Linked DNA regions of Arabidopsis thaliana: region 1 is linked to region 2. Evidence: chromatin contacts called from public capture Hi-C data. All regions are on one chromosome and are shown on one strand. The core of a region is the stretch at or near the end of the contact, and the rest is flanking DNA. Distances in the headings are between cores, read along the strand shown. Region 1 holds the start of AT3G46190 (TRAF-like family protein). Region 2 holds the start of AT3G45700 (Major facilitator superfamily protein).

Region 1 (3,839 bases), core at 690-3,189, 190 kb after region 2:
AGAATTTATATTTGTTCAGCCTCTTTTGTGTCTAGATATACATATTTTAAAAGACACTTCAAATAGGATGTTATATATAATATACATGATATATGGTGCCCGCTAGGGAAGCTAGTGGATCTAGTGGGTTCACGTGGAATTATTGATATGGGAATATCAACACATGCTTCTGTTGCTGAAGCGTTGGCCTTGCATTGAAGACAAAATCATCGAGTCGATACTCTTACCCAAATAGAGAATCAGCTTGAGTTAGTTCGAAGGAATCAAATTGGGGAGGAAGACCGTTCGCTTTGGAGAGCTAAGGATGATAGCTTCAAGAGCAAATTCTCTTCGAAACAAACATGGCATCAGCTAAGAGAGACCACCCGAGCTGCGAATGGAACAAAGGAGTTTAGTTCTTTCTCTCAACTCCACATTATTTCTTCTTAACTTGGTTACGATATTAAGAATAAAAACGAAATGAATAGGCCTACTTGATTAAATTATTGGTTGAAACCAATATGAGGATAAGCAAGATGGCAGTGAGGCAAACGGAGTTTTGAATATTTGCCATACTTTTTTTAATCTTTCATACACTTCAAAGATATAAAACCTTTTCTTCTTTATTGTTCTTTGTCACACTTTTATAATCAAAAGACGAGGTTGTATTTATATATGAATTCTAGTTGACTTTTTGCCTATCCAATAAACTCCTAGCCACGTTAATTATGCATGACGACATATGTCTATCCAAATTATTTGCTAAAATTAAATTACGAAGTCCAAAAGTTTAATTTCGCTTTGCAAATTTAACTACATATTTTAATCTCGAGAAATATAAAACCATTCTTATTAGCAGGAAATTAGTGGTAAAATATGTGTAATGTTTTGTACTTTTACGATAAAATGTTTTTAGCTTAAACACGCAATTGTTGAAGAAGGCGAACTAGTTACCCGAGATCATATTTGGAAGAACTTGATGAAGTATGATCACGATCGAGATAACTCAACATTTATGACTACGCTTCAGCAATTGTTAATGCCAATAGGCCTCACGAGTACATGTTAATCTCCATCTATTAATCTAATTCATCAACAAAGTATATAATTTGTTGATAAATAATTAAGTATATTTATCGTTATATATATAACCACTATGTGGCCATGGTTGTTGGAATGTTGAAACTATATTCAGATTTATTAATGACCAAATGAAGCCGGTTGGTTTATTATTAAGTTAAAAAAGACTTAAAAATCTTGTACTTAAAAACAATTTGTGTCGACATAGTAACATAGTAACATAAAGAAAAAAAAAGAAAAAAAAAGAAGAGGATGCATGTCTCTAATTAGTTAGATGTAGAAATATAGAAATTTTAAAAAATGAAATAATGGATTTAACAATAATAAAGTCAGCAAAATATTACTATAAACAGATTTCAAACGTAATGATTTAGGTCTCATTCGATGGAAACTCTCATCAAAAGGAAAAAAATCAGATTTAAATTGAGTGTACAAACAAAGAAAAAAAAACATGGCGATGATAATGAATCCATGTTGGTTACAAACAATCATTCATAAGGAAAAATATATAGATTTACAATACAACAAAACCCTTTATCAAAAATGAAGAAGCTATTTTACAATAAAATCAAAGAGTTCATGTATTATCATTCGGGTAGCCAAAAATGTAAGTGTATTTTTCTAAAAGACTTTAGTTAGTTGATGTATCTTAAAATAATGTTTCCCTTTTCAAATTGTCAACTTATAACTTCACCAATGTCCCATCTTTAAAAAAGCTCCATAACACGACCAATTCACATAAACGACTCAAAAGAAAGTCTTTATTTATTTAGGGGAAACCTTTTATTATTTTTTGTTTGACGTCAAGAAAGTCTTTATAAAAGCTGAAACTATTGCTTAAATATCAGACACAAAAAGGCAGTTTTGAGAATATTTCCCAAGACGGAGTAAAACGTGGTTATTGTGAAGGACTCATTTTTCCCATCTGGTTTATCATGGAAAAAGATGCAATCAAAGAAGAAGAGATCATTAGCAATGATTTATTATGGAAAAAAGCTGATATCAAAGAGGTACTTTCTTTGGCTTCTATTTTCGGTTTGCGATAATCCATGAATTTTAGAGGGGTTGACTTGTTTAGTCTTGGAGGTGTTTCTTGATTAGTAATTTTTTGTGATGTATGATGAATTATGACGGTATTAATGCATGATTCATAGATAGTTCTTTTGAGTTTTGATGATATATATTTGTTGAGCCGTGAATGATCAAATTATATGAACACATCCTATTAATCTTCGAGTCATTTTTCTGAAATGGACCAATTTGTAAGCAAGTTGTGATTGTTAGTAGAAAAAAGTAACTAATGTCAATGACTCTTATTGAGTATTTGACTTTTTCTTATTTTATTTATTTTTCTTCATAATTTTCCATTTGAATACAGGAATCTGATATATCCGAAGGTACGCAAAGGATGAACTACAACAATTGTGTCAAAATTGAAAACTATATCATATAATTTTTCTTTCTTCATAAAAGCTCTACACCAACATTATTATTATTATTATTTACAAAAAATAAGAATTATTGTTCCAAATATTCGAAATCTTAGACATACATTATTAATATATTTTTTAGATCATCAAAATGTTCAAACGTAAACATACCATGGCTTTTAATTTTTTCTTAATATTTCTTGCTACTAGAAATAATAAGTTGATATATCAAAAATGTCTAAATACGAATTAAAAGTAACTTCTAAAGGGTCACAAAAACACGAGAAGCTCAAGACCGCTCTTCTACCATATTGGAGAGAACGTCCTCCAACAACTTACAGCGTCACGTTCGAGTCTTTTGGGAAAATGATGGAGCTAGTAAACAATGGATATTACGAGTCCCTTCCTTTCACTGTCGATGGAATCAACTGGTACGTCGTTTTCGTTAAAGACCATTACAACATTAATTTGTTACCTAGCTTATATATGTTTCTAATTGTAACCCTTATTCTTTTTCTTAAATTAACGTTTTAAAAGGACGTTCAAAATCTACCCTAACGGAAACTCGGACACCACAAGAGGACTTATTTATCTTTATGTAAAAATTGATGACTCAAGCATCACCGACCCACCATTAGATGTGTATGCGGAGATCAAGTTCTTCGTCTACAACTATGGCATTAGCGAGTATTATACATACCAAGGTACTTCAACTTAGAGGATTGATTCATTGGTATGTAATGTAAGACGAATGTGTATTTTCATTGGTTGTTGAAGAATTTACATAGCGATTTATGGCTCCAAGATTAACGTCGTTTTCCTTTGTTGTTGTAGAAGTCGAGCCGGTAAAGTTTGATAGTGTACAACAGGAGTGGGGAAGGTGGATTGGTCTTTCTACGGCATCGTTTTCCACGGCGACAATAGATCCATACAAATTCATTACCGATGGAGATAATGTGTGTTTGGCATAGATGTCTTCGTTGCTCAACGCAACAAATCAGAAGTTTTCTCCTATGATGAAAACATAAGCAACCCTGTTTTCACTTGGAGCCTCCCCAATTTCTCTACCCTCACTCTCGACTCTTACACATCCGACCCGTTTTCTTCTGGAGACAGAAACTGGTGACTCTCTCTCACTCTCTACATGTATGGGCACAAATACATTTTGTTATATATCTATGTGTTAGTAATTTATATGATGGTTTTAATTAGGGTTTTGAAAGTATATCCAAATGGAGATGGTGTTGGAAAGGATAATTCTTTGTCACTCTACTTGTTGAGTGAGTCTAATGAAAAGAATTACGTTCGAGCCACACTACGAGTTCTAAACCAAATCGGATCCGACAATGT
Region 2 (4,255 bases), core at 767-3,266:
TGTGTGACTCACAAAGCTTACTAGTTGTTAAACGTTTCCAGGGCATCATTCTATTGACCATGATTACATCTTTGGACCACTTGAGACCTCCACCGTGTGAAACAGGGTCAATTCTATGCGAATCGCCATCAAAACTCCAGCTCGGGATCTTGTATATAGCCTTAGCTCTAGTGATCATTGGATCAGCTGGTACGCGGTTTACCTTAGCATCCGCGGGTGCAAACCAATATGAGAAACCTAAAGAACAAGGAAGCTTTTTCAACTGGTACTTCCTCACACTCTACACTGGAGCTATTACTGGTGCAACAGCAATTGTATATACACAGGAAAATGCTAGCTGGAAACTTGGGTTCGGTCTTTGCGCCGTCGCTAATTTGATCAGTTTCATAGTTTTCGTCTCTGGCAAGAGATACTACAAGCATGACAAACCAATGGGAAGTCCCTTCACAAATCTGATCCGCGTTGTAGTCGCTGCTACAAGAAAAAGGAAAGCTGTGATTTCATCTAGAGAAGAAGACTATCACCATGGGCTTGGAAGAGAAGGCAAGACATCTTCTGCAATGCCCTCCAAGAGCTTTAGGTGAAAAAACAAAAAAAACTTGCTTCATTCATCAAACTTAAAACAGAACTTAAAAGAGCTTTTACATGTGCAGGTTCTTTAACCGTGCAGCATTGAAAACCGAAGATGACTCAGTTAATAACAACTGGAGGCTATGTTCTGTTCAAGAAGTAGAAGATTTTAAAGCCGTTTTCCGAGTTCTCCCTCTGTTACTAGCCATCATCTTCGTTAGTACTCCCATGGTGACGCAAACAAGCTTGATTATATTACAAGCTCTAGTCACAGACCGCGGTCTCGGGCCTCACTTCAAAATCCCGGCCGGGTCCCTCCAAGTCATAGTAATCATCACTGCATGTATTGTTATCTTAATGAACAATTGCCTTGTCTATCCCATGTACCAGAAGCTAGCCCATAAGCCATTGACACCGCTTCAAAAAGTCGGTATAGGCCACGTTTTCATCATTTTAAGCATGGCGATATCCGCCATTGTGGAAGCAAAGAGGCTGAAAACAGTTACTAATGGCCATTCCATGTCAGTGCTATGGCTGGTTCCTCCCCTTGTGATAGTAGGAATAGGAGAAACGTTCCAATTTCCGGCGAATATTGAATTATTCTATAGAGAATTCCCCGAGTCTCTGAGTAGCACCGCGACTTCATTGCCTCAGTGGTGATTGGAATATCTTTCTACCTGAGCACAGCTCTGATCACTCTGATCCAGAAGACCACCAAGTGGTTACCAAATGATATTAACCATGGAAGAGTTGACAATGTTTACTGGCTTTTAGTCATTGTAGGAGTCTTGAACTATTTCCTTGTCTGCGCTTGGTTTTACAGATATAGAAACCTGAATGATGATGATGATCAGGAACAAGATCCAAAAGACGATACAACCTAAGACACAACGTGTTCTGTTCTTGTGGTTTTTGTTGTTTTGATCATCTTGAAAGACCCTTTTTTATGACAATAATCAGACAACAAAAACTCTTTCAACAACTACATAACCACTCTCACTATCTTGCTTAATTCTAACAGAGTTTGAAATGTGAGAAACGTGGTTTGGTTTTTTTTTTTGTTGGAGAAAAAGGAAATCATTTCTGTATTTCCTGATTCATAATTAATAATTTTAAGGTCTTATCATACAAAAGTGACTCAATGATTGGTCGAGAGTATATTAAATTTTAATAAAATTTATTTAAAGTTCTTGAATCTTTGTCTATTTATACTTTTCTTATGCTTGTGGAGTGGTTTACTGCTACTGAAGATAAGGCAAGATATGGGCGATTGCTTTTTAGTTGTTTATTACATTCACCAACCTGATATTGGCAAACGACACTAGGAGATGAACTGTCAGAATCTGATATGAAATTTTTGCCACCAAAAAAGATCACTACCAACATATAATAATTGATATGGATTTGCTTATATATATAGGTTACGGTTGTTATCTAAACTGCATTATAACACTCAAACACAAGTCAAAGTACCTCCTGCTTCCACTTGTTCTCTGCCATGGCTAATTCAGACTCTGGTGACAAAGAAGCGCATCGCTCTAGCAAGCATGGTGGCTGGATCACTTTACCGTTCATGCTCGGTTTGTGTTTTTGACTCTTTTGTTTATGTGAACTCAAAACATAAACAGATGTTGATGATTGTAAAGTTTTTATGTGGTGCAGTTACATTGTTAGGCATGTCGATAACTTATTTTGGATGGGTAATGAACTTGATCGTCTTCTTGATCGAGGAATTCAACATCAAGAGCATCGCAGCTGTTCAGATTTCAAATATTGTCAATGGAGTTGTCAACATGTTGCCTGTTGTCGCAGCCATCCTAGCCGATTCCTTTTTTGGGAACATTCCTGTCATCTCAGCCTCCGCTTTCATTTCTCTAACTGTAAGTTTTAACACTCACCAATTCTTTTATGTGTTATGAGTGTTTTAAAAACGGTATCGGCAGTTACTAGGCAACCGTTTTGACCGCCTAAAATTACACAGACCTAGTTTAAGGCGCTCAGACAATGCCTAAACAACTGTTTCGACCGCCTAAAATGTATATACGCCTAGTTTTAGTGCATTTTCTAATTTTCAAGTAGGTTTTATCTCTATATACATAGTTACAATCGTTCATATATTGTTTTGATGTACATTAAAGAAATGTTTTGTCTATACTTTGTTTACGATATTCTATTTTTATTTTTCTAATATGTATTTTATATAATGTTTTAAGTATAAGCTCATATTTCTAATGTTTTATGTAATAAATGTCTAAACTGGCTAAACTGCCTAAGGTTATCCGACTAAGCGTTTTAGGTGCTAGACACTAGGTCACCGCATGCCTAATGCTTTCTTAAACAACTTCTGATATAAAAGCTTACCTGTTTTGAAACATTTTTCAGGGAATATCGCTCTTGACTCTTATTGCATCTTTGGACTATTTGAGACCTAGACCGTGTGAAACGGGATCAATTTTATGCCAATCACCATCAAAACTACAACTTGGGATCTTGTATGCAGCCTTAGCTCTAGTGATCACTGGAACAGCTGGGACGCGGTTCATCTTGGCATCCGCAGGTGCAAACCAATATAAGAAACCTAAAGAACAAGGAAGGTTCTTCAACTGGTACTTTTTCACACTATATGGTGGAGCGATTACTGGCACGACAGCAATTGTATATGCACAGGACAATGCTAGCTGGAAGCTTGGATTCGGTCTCTGCGTCGCTGCTAACTTGATCAGTTTCATCATTTTCGTCGCTGGGAAGAGACTCTACGAGCATGACCAACCTTTGGGAAGTCCTTATACAAGTCTAGTTCGCGTTTTAGTCGCTGCTACAATGAAACGAAAGGCTGTGATTTCATACAAAGACGAAGACTATCATCACCGCGAGCTCGAAAAAGAGACCAAGACTTATGTTGCAATGCCCTCCAAGAGCTTCAGGTGAAAACAAAAAGCTTTCCTGATTCATGGAACTTAAAAAGAGAGCTAATAAAGAGGGATTTTTATTATGCAGGTTCTTGAACCGTGCAGCATTGAAGACAGAAGGAGACTCAAATAATAACATGTGGAGGCTATGCTCTGTTCAGGAAGTAGAAGATTTCAAAGCCGTTCTCCGACTTGTCCCTCTCTGGACATCTGTCATGTTCCTCAGCGCTCCCCTAGCGGTGCAAATGAGCATGACTGTCCTCCAAGCTATGGTCATGGACCGTAAACTTGGCCCACACTTCAAAGTCTCTGCTGGGTCTATGCAAGTCATAGCACTCGTCTCTGGATGCGTCTTTATCATACTTAACAACTGGACTACCTATCCCATGTATCAGAAGCTAATCCGCAAACCGCTGACACCGCTACAAAAAGTCGGGATCGGCCACGTTTTGACAATCTTAAGCATGGCGATATCAGCCGTTGTTGAAGCAAAGAGGCTGAAAACAGTTGAAAATAGCCATCTCATGTCAGTGCTATGGCTGGTTCCTGCTCTCGTGATTAATGGAATAGGTGAGGCCTTTCATTTTCCAGCAAATATTGCAATATTCTATGGAGAATTCCCTGAGTCTCTAAGGAACACAGCGACTTCATTGACCTCGGTGGTGATGGGAATCTCTTTCTATCTGAGCACAGCTCTTATCGATGTGATCCAGAGGACCACCAAGTGGTTACCAAATGACATAAACCACGGAAGGGTTGACAATGTTTACTTGGTA

Evidence for each region. Capture Hi-C pulls out chosen DNA fragments and counts their contacts.
Region 1: a capture Hi-C map of seedling shows a contact between it and region 2, with 2.1 times the contacts expected there. A contact is called at or near these places in 1 of 26 Hi-C or Micro-C datasets (callus) and 2 of 3 other capture datasets (root and seedling).

Annotation. Positions count from the first base shown.
Region 1 is chr3:16,963,166-16,967,004 of TAIR10.1, forward strand. AT3G46190 (TRAF-like family protein) reads left to right here and starts at 1,940. Exons shown (of 8, transcript NM_001339236.1): 1 at 1,940-2,069; 2 at 2,438-2,456; 3 at 2,758-2,920; 4 at 3,027-3,193; 5 at 3,324-3,377; 6 at 3,461-3,611; 7 at 3,702-3,839. The coding sequence starts at 1,995. It also overlaps the pseudogene AT3G46186.
Region 2 is chr3:16,776,697-16,780,951 of TAIR10.1, forward strand. It overlaps AT3G45700 (Major facilitator superfamily protein), which reads left to right and starts at 2,017. Exons shown (of 4, transcript NM_114439.3): 1 at 2,017-2,150; 2 at 2,233-2,450; 3 at 2,953-3,494; 4 at 3,568-4,255. The coding sequence starts at 2,069. It overlaps AT3G45690 (Major facilitator superfamily protein), which reads left to right. Exons shown (of 5, transcript NM_114438.1): 3 at 42-580; 4 at 654-1,107; 5 at 1,203-1,454. The coding sequence ends at 1,454.